3 separate regions of the Mus musculus genome follow, and regions 2 and 3 are each linked to region 1. The links are chromatin contacts, called in public promoter capture Hi-C maps. All regions are on one chromosome and are shown on one strand. Each heading gives the region's core, a stretch centred on a gene start, on an enhancer-like site or on the middle of the called end of the contact. The rest is flanking DNA. Distances are from core to core; before and after follow the strand shown. Region 1 holds the start of Ormdl1 (ORM1-like 1 (S. cerevisiae)). Region 2 overlaps Hecw2 (HECT, C2 and WW domain containing E3 ubiquitin protein ligase 2). Region 3 holds the start of Nemp2 (nuclear envelope integral membrane protein 2).

The links. Promoter capture Hi-C pulls out the DNA fragments that hold promoters and counts their contacts.
Region 2: a contact with region 1 is called in a promoter capture Hi-C map of pre-B cells, with 2.9 times the contacts expected there. The contact joins the enhancer-like site here to the promoter of Ormdl1 in region 1. A contact is called at or near these places in 7 of 39 promoter capture datasets (the 3T3-L1 cell line, the C10 cell line, embryonic stem cells and 4 more), 2 of 115 datasets of contacts at active chromatin or transcription factors (astrocytes and large pre-B cells) and 2 of 9 other capture datasets (embryonic stem cells and macrophages).
Region 3: a promoter capture Hi-C map of pre-B cells shows a contact between it and region 1, with 4 times the contacts expected there. The contact joins the promoter of Nemp2 here to the promoter of Ormdl1 in region 1. A contact is called at or near these places in 6 of 39 promoter capture datasets (the C10 cell line, cranial neural crest, embryonic stem cells and 3 more), 2 of 484 Hi-C or Micro-C datasets (embryonic stem cells and pre-B cells), 4 of 115 datasets of contacts at active chromatin or transcription factors (astrocytes, effector CD8 T cells, forebrain and 1 more) and 1 of 9 other capture datasets (adipose tissue).

Annotation. Positions count from the first base shown.
Region 1 is chr1:53,295,513-53,298,450 of GRCm38.p6, reverse strand. It overlaps Ormdl1 (ORM1-like 1 (S. cerevisiae)), which reads right to left and starts at 1,356. Exons shown (of 4, transcript NM_145517.4): 1 at 1,263-1,356. It overlaps Pms1 (PMS1 homolog 1, mismatch repair system component), which reads left to right and starts at 1,423. Exons shown (of 13, transcript NM_153556.2): 1 at 1,423-1,565.
Region 2 is chr1:53,904,840-53,907,911 of GRCm38.p6, reverse strand. All of the region lies in intron 13 of Hecw2 (HECT, C2 and WW domain containing E3 ubiquitin protein ligase 2), which reads left to right. Among named protein-coding and RNA genes, the nearest start is that of Mir7681, 57 kb to the right of the region's middle. Within about 2 kb of position 1,536, at least 39 of the 459 cell types and tissues checked have an H3K27ac peak or open chromatin away from gene starts, as enhancers often do. A contact at or near this core is called in pre-B cells, where this site is marked.
Region 3 is chr1:52,629,331-52,632,193 of GRCm38.p6, reverse strand. Nemp2 (nuclear envelope integral membrane protein 2) reads right to left here and starts at 1,489. Exons shown (of 9, transcript NM_001142647.1): 1 at 1,343-1,489. The coding sequence starts at 1,436.

The sequences.
Region 1 (2,938 bases), core at 107-2,606:
TCCTGCTCTCTCCACTCCCCTTCCCGTGGCAGTCTAGCCCATTTTGTATTTTCAGGTCATCTTTTTGTTTTCTTTTATGAGCTTTCCGCATACTACTTTTATTTCTCTGTGGAGCTAGTTTTGTCAAATATAATAATCACCAATAAAATAGTATTTTAAAAAGATGTGTGTGTGTGGGGGTGGGGGGACAGAACTGGCTCAACCAGTCTGAGTGGCAAGATGCTAACATGTAATGGAACATTTTAGCCATAGTCAGAGGTCAAAAGCATTTTGCTTTGATCTCCCTCTCTCTTGAAACAAGGTTTCACTGTATAGGTTGGTCAGGCTGTCCTCATTTTCACAGGTATCCTCCTGTAGAGTAGAGGGATTACAAGTGTATAAGCCACTAATGCCTGGCTGTGTGCCCCCATTTGAATAGTGAACCTAGAAATAACAAGCTGTTGATGTAAAATGAAAAATTTATAGGGTTAGGGGTTCAAATTTGTACCACAACTAGGTTAAAGTCATGAATCTTTCTCAATATTTCTTTAGCCAAACTCTCTACTTATTTATTTATTTACCTCCGCGCGCCCCCACCCACCCGCTTACTCCTTTTATGTTCAGGAAGAAACACTAAGTATTAGTATTTCTAGTATTAGTACTCAATTGTCGTGAGCATACAGTTTTGGGGGGGCCTAAGAGTTTACTTTGTTACAATCAAACTGAAATGGGTGTTGTCTGAGAGAAGGAAATGCGCTAGAATACATTTCAGCTTCTATTCAAAGATACCTAAAATCCTTTCTATTGCAGTGTTTGAAGAAAGGAATTTCACCCGGCTACGCAAGTGTTTCTGGAGTGTAATGTTCTTTCGGCTTCTCAAGATGTATGGAACAGGCAGTGATGAAAGTTACACTAAGGGAGAGTCTCGCGTAAATTTTGCTTCTATAATAACCAAGTACCTATAATGCACTTTTAAAGCTTAATAGTTCGAACATCCCACACAACGTAAAAAATTAAAAACCCAAACCCGCTGGAAAGAGCCTCACATTGCCACCTATGCTAGATTAGAAACCCTTTCTCAGCAGGTTGTGCCGCAAAGGCTTCGCTACCCGGCCCTCCCCGCCCGCGCACACCCACCGCCCCAGTCGCGGCTGCACTTCCGCGGCGCGCCGACCACCTGCGGACACCTAGGGTGCACAGCGCGAGCCCCGGAGGCAGCAGGAACCTGCTCTGCCGCAGGCCTTCTGGGCCGTGCCGCAGCTCTAGGAAGCCTTCGAGCTTACCGGCCGCCAGCTCCTGGCTGGTCACAGGACAATTCCCGCGGCAGCCACAGTAGGTCCTCTGGCTAGAGCTACTGGTGCGCCCCACCGCTTCCGGAAGGCTGCCAAGCTGCTCTAGCGAGCAGCCGATTGGCTGCCAGCCGCGCCAATCCCACTTCCTGCTGTGGGCGGGCCTTAGAGGAGCGCGAGCGCGGGTCCTGCTGAGCGCAGCCGTGCTTCGGTCCGAAGGACGTCCAGCGAAGTAGGCCGTGCAACTCAGGGTTTGCTGAGTGCTTGCCGCTGTGGGTGGTGAATGCGCGCTAGAAGGTAGTGTCACCGCGAACGAGCGTGCCCGGTGATGCTCGGGGAGGCTGAAGGCGCCTCCCGGGGCTAGGTGCGGATTTGCGGGGCTCGCGCGCACGCGTTTCAAGCCTCTGGGCTGGCTCGGCAGTAGTTGGAGCTCAGACCCTTGGGGTTCAAGGTGGGAAAGTTTTGTCTTGCTAGAGAGTGTAGCGGCTTGTAGCACTGTGCGTTGTCTCACACAAAAAGGTATTAATTTGTGGTTATTCCCAATGAAGACAGTGTACATCCTGAAGAGATGTGAATACCAGAAGTTCATCTCTATGAGGAAGGGGAGGAAAAAAAGATTTGATTAATCCATTCTCTTTCTAAATCATCTTTGAAAGTACTTTTTTTTTTTTAACCTTGGTGATTTGTATTTATAAAACTTTGTGAGTTTTATTTCAGAAATAACTCTGAAAAACATTTTAAAGTTGACAGAATGCTTGCGTGCGTGTGTGTGTGTGTGTGTGTGTGTGTGTGTGTGTAGGTATCTTTTATTTGTGTTGGTTCTGTGTGATGGTTGGGTTGGATTTATTCTGTTGTAAAATTTGCTGTTTTCTCCCTAAAATCCAAGCTCTCTAATCTTTTTGCTTTTGTAGATCAGTTTCTCTTTCTGATCACAGCATACTTCCAGGACTGTTGATTGGCTTCAGTAAACATGACTTCTTTTCTAACACTAGGACTGTTCCAACAGTAGGATTGTCCTCACTAGGTATGAATTCTTTTCCCACACTCCATGTGTTGTGTGCTGGAACATCAACCCTCTGGCTTTTCAGAGGAGGTCTTTAAGTGCACACCCCTTAATAATATGCCACATTCCTGAATATGTTTTCAATATACATTCACTGCCCTCAAAGCAATATGAGCCAGAGAGGAAGGGACAGATAAATAAAATAGCCATTTATGAGTTTGAATTAAAAAAACGAAGGGATGCCTAATCTCTTGGGAGATTGGAATATGGAAAAAGAGTTTTGGGAACTGACACAAGACATCCCAGAAAAATGTCATGTGGCCCAGGAAATCCTACCACATCTAGGTAAAGAGAGCCACATTGTAGTGTGACCAGATTAGTACTGTGTGTACATTTGGAAAATGGGATGAAATTAGAGAGATAGGGTAGTAGGGAATTTGGACTTAACATACTTAGCAGTTGAAAAATCTTAAAAATTTAAAGTAGGATAGCAAAGATACTTTAATTATAGAAACAACTTACAAATATTTAAATCCATATATCAATTTGGTAGTTATTGGAGTCGTTCAGAGGAGAAATACTAAGGGGCTGACCAGAAGTGGTATTAGGAAGAATGCTCTAAGAAACTCAGGAAGGAGCAGGTGCCATGTATATGGTGGGAATTCTT
Region 2 (3,072 bases), core at 287-2,786, 610 kb before region 1:
GACTCCACATTTCAGAATCCCAGTGAGATTGTCCATGCAGAGCCATGAGATTGGGTCATGAAATGTGTCTGTGTTCTAGCCTACTGTTCTGGGCGAGAAATCGATCCATTTACCTAACTAGAACCACTAACCCCCAGAGGGGAAATGAGGAGCCCTCTTTTGTCTTAAAGCAGGGCCTTGCCAGAGTCACACACACACACACACACACACACACACACACACACACACCACACCACTAAGGCCCACTCGGTCAGTCGGAACCCACTTGCATAGTGTCTCTTTGCTTCCTCTGCCAGTTTGTTCTAGCATGTTCTTCGCCCTTGTGACTTTTGTTATTCTCCCTCTAATGGACCATCTTCCTGCTTTTGAGTGCTCTGGTCTGTGTGTCCTCAGAGTTTCACACAGGCAAAACTTAGCACATAGTTAATGACAGGTAATGAGACCCCCTCAGTTAATAGAAAGTGGGCAGCCAGCCCACAAGCTTCAAAGGCTGAAAGTAGAAAATAGTTTTACTACTATATTTGTCTGTTCTAACATAGCTAGATTGGGAGAATCCCCCATACAGCCTTTTAATTACATATATCATATATTTCATAATGGCCTTTACCTCTTCAAAGCAATTTCTTAATCTTTATTCTACTGGTTTTGAGTCTTACTGTGTTATGAAAAAATTAGAAGGCTTATTATTAGTCCTTCTCACAGTTGACCAAATTGAGGCAAACGAGATTAAGTGTTTTTGTCGTTGCAGCTATAACAACATAATTTTATGTAAACTGGAATACAAATATCCGTTTAAGCTTTAGCTGTATCTATAACTCTATATACATACATACACATTATACATTGTATATGTGTGTATATATACATATATACACACAACACTGTATGTGCTATATGTTTACATATATGCTTGTTCAAAATACTTTATTTATGAAAATGTAGTGTTTTCTTTAGACCCTGACAGTCATATGAGTGTTTTTTTCATAGACTTGAAAAGGCTGTGAATCTAATGGTTGTTTACTACTTACTAATGAGGAGAAAATACTTCTTACACTTAATTTACTTTGATAGATGTTTTTTCCAAGACCAGTCAAACCTGGCACTGTGTTATGTGTCTCACTGAGTGGAGAGGAGGAAGATAAAAGGATATAATTAATTATAAGACCCAGGTAAGATTCCCACGCTTAAGGAGCTGTCCATCCACAGGGAATTACATCAAGCCCAAGGCTGGCATGGGCTCCTGACCCTAACTGCCTCGTCCTGCTCTCCTGGAGTTCTGCTGCCTCTCCTTAGTAGATGGGAGGACTGTGCTTGGTGCACTAGATTAGGAATCACTGTGCCCTGACTGCTTGGCACACCCACTTAGAACAAGGGCCAGTGAATGGTCTCTTCAACACAATCATCATGCAAGTTTGTTCCCTGAGAGCCTTGTTAGAGAGTACAACTTGAAAACTCTTTGCCATAGCCACACAGACTGGTGTGGTCTCTGGCATTGAAGCTTGCATGTTCGTGTGCAAACATGAGGAGCGCAGAGCCAGTGCAGGAAGTGAGAGCTTGCCAGTGGCAGTGAAAACTTCAAAGCAGGGGTAACCACAGGATAAACTGTTAGCTAGCCCAAGTTTCTCGATGGCAACCCCCAGAGAATTTTGTTAGTCTTCCCTGTTTCCATGATATTGTTCCCCCATGTTCTTGTGTCCCCTGAGTCCTGCCTGCTTTGCAGTACTGAGGCTCTAGACCATATAACTGCTTCTAGCCATCAAAAACAATTCTCATTTAGACTAGAGGGTTGAAATACTTCAAGGTATTTGAGACTCCAGTTTAAGGAACTAAGATTGGAGATTGTTCATTAGAGATAATCACACTCCCTCCCTTTCTCTCTCCCTCCCCCTTTCCTTCATTTTCCCTCCCTCCTCCCTTCCCTCTCTTCCCTCCCTCCTTCCCATTCTTTCTCCTTCTATGTGCTTTGACAGGGAAAATATTTTAAAGGCAAAGCAAAATCTATTTATGACAAGGAGCTACTGAGAACACATGTTGCACACGAAGAAGGAGCTAACACATGCCAGTGACTTAAGCTAACAAAGGGTTACTTCTCTTTCGAGATTGGGTTGTTAGGGTTCTCTGTATCCCAAAACACTCACTAGCCAGGCTTGAGAGTACCCAGTTTCTGTTCTTTCTACACCAAAGGGAAGAAAACTACACAGGGATTCTCAATGGCTCATAAATTCTGTGAGCTGAATGTGACGACACTGAGGGACCCTGGAGAGATAGGTGGCTGTCACATGTATTCATCTTTTGAACTAATAGCTACATAATACTGGACACAGCATAGACAGTAAATGCTTATTACATTGACACAGTTTCCAGGTACTCTGATGTCTTTGGGGGTTACTCTGGACTGTCTTAGACTGGAAGAAATAGCAAAGCCCATGAAGAAAAGCCCAAAGAACCTCCACAGACTCAATCATTCCTAGTACCTCTGAGATGCTGAAGATAAGGGGACCTGGAAGCCCTTTCACTCTGTCCCCGAAGGATAGATTTCCAGGGTGGATCATTCCTAGCCTAGTCAGTTTCCTGGATAGCATCTTCCTGCTGACTCAAGAACATAGATCCCATAGAGGTGTTCCCTGTCTGCTGCCTAGCACATGAATTAGCCCATGAATTTGTTGAATAACCAGTATGTGGAAAGTCTGTGATATAAGCAGTCTTTGCAGACTTTGATAATGAGTTGAAACTGTAGTCTATGACAAGACGGTCTTTTTTTCCTTTTGTTGGTTGTGGTAGAGTGGTATTTTAATAAATGCAGCTGTGTGTGTGTGTCAGCAAGGTGGGGGGGGGCAACACCAAAACAAAACAGTGGGGGTATGATCTCTGAGCTATTCTAACCATATTCCCCTTCCCTGAGTGTCTGCCCCACCAGGGATCTTGAATTGAGTATCTCTGTCTTCTGTAGTCTCCATGGACATGACTGACAGTGAGAGCAACACGCTTTGGTAGTGTGTGTGCTTCTGAAGTTCAGACAGAGAGCAAACATTTTCCATATAGCTTGGACCATATCGCTATGCTTCTAGACTA
Region 3 (2,863 bases), core at 240-2,739, 670 kb after region 1:
TGATCCCCTCCTATGTGAACGTAAGGAATATCTGGAATGGCAAGACAGAAGTTGCCATTTTCTTTTCAGCTGTGAACTGGAATTTTATCATCTCCTGGGTATCTTACACTTCTCAGAAAGAAAGTCCTGGTGAACATTTACATGCGTCTTTAACACAACTGAGGACTATTAAGCTAGGCGCAACAGTACAGCTCTGAAAACCCTTCACCTGGGAGGTAGAGGCAGGAATGTTGTACAGCCAAGGCCAGCCTGGTCTATGTAAAAATCTCCAGATCTGCTAGGGCTATATGGTGACCCATACAGCAGCAAAACTTGAAAAACTGAGTTCCTTGAAGCAAATAAAAGGAGCAGAAATAATACCTGTGTGCCCTGGAGAATACGACACCTACAGGTTAAATCAACAACTGCACTAGAGCCCAAGATTCTGAATCTATATAACTACTTCTACCCCTCTGCTGCCACGCCCAGGAGCCCTCCTCCTCAAACTGTTTTATATTTTCACAAGTACCTATTATATTTACTACCAATTCTTTGTTCTCTAGCATGTAAAATGGGCATATATGAATAATCAGTATAAGACAATGCAGTTAGAGCAAATCAGCCCTGCATAGCACAAAATAGTTAATTAACACATTCCTGTTCAATGAAAAGCTGACCACAGACCGTCCCCTAAGGTGTAACTCACTGCAAGATACCAGTATGGGCACAAGGTGTGACAGAAGCTAATAACTGCTTACTGAACATCCATTCTCTCTTTCAGTCTTAGACACCCTACTAACTTTGTCGGTGTCGGAATATTATCCAATTGAAAGTCTGTATCTTGACAGCCTCCCTTGAGTCTGTAAGTGACCATGTAATGAAGAATACAAACAAGCAATCTTTTGAAGGATGTAGTGAATGGTAGAAATAAATGTTAAACTCGTGGAGACTGCGTTTTGCTGCTACAGCTTTCTGAGCCAGAATCTTAAGCACCCCAAACAGTCTGAGTAGCTCACTGAGACTTCCTGTGCACCTGGTTCAATGCTGGAGCATCAGCAGTATTTTGCATATGACCAGCTACCCAGGTCACAGCAGCCAATCAGAAACAGAATTTCGGTTCCTTTCTGAAGCTTCTATCCTTCTCTAGCCTTGAGTTTCCTGAGATTTCTGAAGACAGATAAAATAAGGTTTCAGACATAAACTGCAGACAAAGGGCCAGCTGTGCGGTTGTCCAGCGGTGTGATCCTGAACAAACCAAAACACTGAAGTATCCGATGCCCGCAGACAGGGGCGGGGCCTGGCCGCGGCCGCGCGTGACCCTGCGGCGCCGAAAGGAGGCCCCCCCGCCCGGAGCCGGGGTTACCTGACATCGCTGCCTCCTCGTCGTGCACCGCGCTCGCTGGCAGTGTAGCCAGGGGCTGCAGCCAGAGCACCAGCCACCACAACCTAGGCAGCATCGCGGCCAGAGCGGCGGAAGTGGCGCAGCGGACCAAGAGCGGGAAAGCGGAGGGAGGGGATTGCAGGGGCGGAGCCGGCTGCGGCCCCGCCCTTCCGCGGTCCGCCGAGCGGCTCTCCCAGTGGCCTCCAGGGGGCGATCACCTGCCTTCCCGATTCTTGCTCCTGGGCCAGCTTGCAGAGTTGGCGGGCAGTTTAAAACACGCCGGAGCCCCGCGCAGGGTTCTCAGAGCACTGGTGCGGGCCACTCAGAAAGGCAGGCTCTTCACATGCACCCTCTCAGAAATAAGACCAGCAAGCCCCACTTAGACAAAAGCCTGACTTGTTTGTTTGTTTGTCCCTCCTTTCACCTCTTCCTTTTTTTTTTTTTAAGCAACAAGTTGAGAAATTTGGTGCTTAAATAATTTGTGTCTAAGCTCATGAACACAGTATCTTTCAAAAAAAAAAAAAAAACCCAAAAGGGTTATATAAGTTCACTATTAATAAAGTGTTACTTTAATAGAGATCTGGAGGCTGGAGAGATGGTCCAGTGCTTAGGAACACTTATCGCTCTTCCAGAGAACCCATGTTTCCCAGCGTGCACATGGCAGCAGCCCCAAACATATGTAACTACAGTTTCATGGAATCAACTGCCCTCTTCTGAATTCTGCAGACATATGGTACACAGACATACACACAAGCTAAACACCCATACACTTAAATTAAAAAATAAGCCTTCTTTTAAAAATGAGATTGTATTTTTAAAAATTCAAAGATATAGTGAGTGTTCTAAACATAACCAACCTGGCAGAGATGATAGCTCTCTAAAGTCAGCCTATTGAGACAGAAGACTCCAAGAAACTGGAATGCTGCACAGTAAACCACTCTGGGGAGCAGAGAAAGCCACCACCAACCACAAGAGAATAGTCTGTCCTAGAAAGAGACTCACAGTTTCTGAGCCCTATGGTTTATTGATGATCAGGATAATTCTGTGTTAAGAGCAAGCCTTCTTTGGTCTCTGGAAACCTTTCAGTGTGACTTACTATTTCATACTTGAAGTAGGGCAGAAGAGTGTGGTGGTAGTGGACTGTAATCCCACCATTTGAGAAACAGAGTTAATGATGGGTAAGGTGAGCCTAAGTGGCATAGGGGATCCAAGGCTAGTCTGGCTACATGAGACCTAATTTAACCTTCCTCTGATCCCCATCCCTGCCCCACCACACACACAAAGCTAGAGTAAGAAGTTGTGTTCTTTTCTCTAATTCCAGTCTTCCACTAACAGCACTAAGCTCGATATAATAGAAATCTTTTTTTTTTAATAACTCAGCTTCAATTTTTTTTAATGGTCTAAATAGGAAAGAATGTCTCTGAGTTATCTAAAGGAGGCTTTCACCAAATGCCCCGTATATGTGTATACCTAGTATGTGGCTGTAAAAGCTCAGAGTTTTTT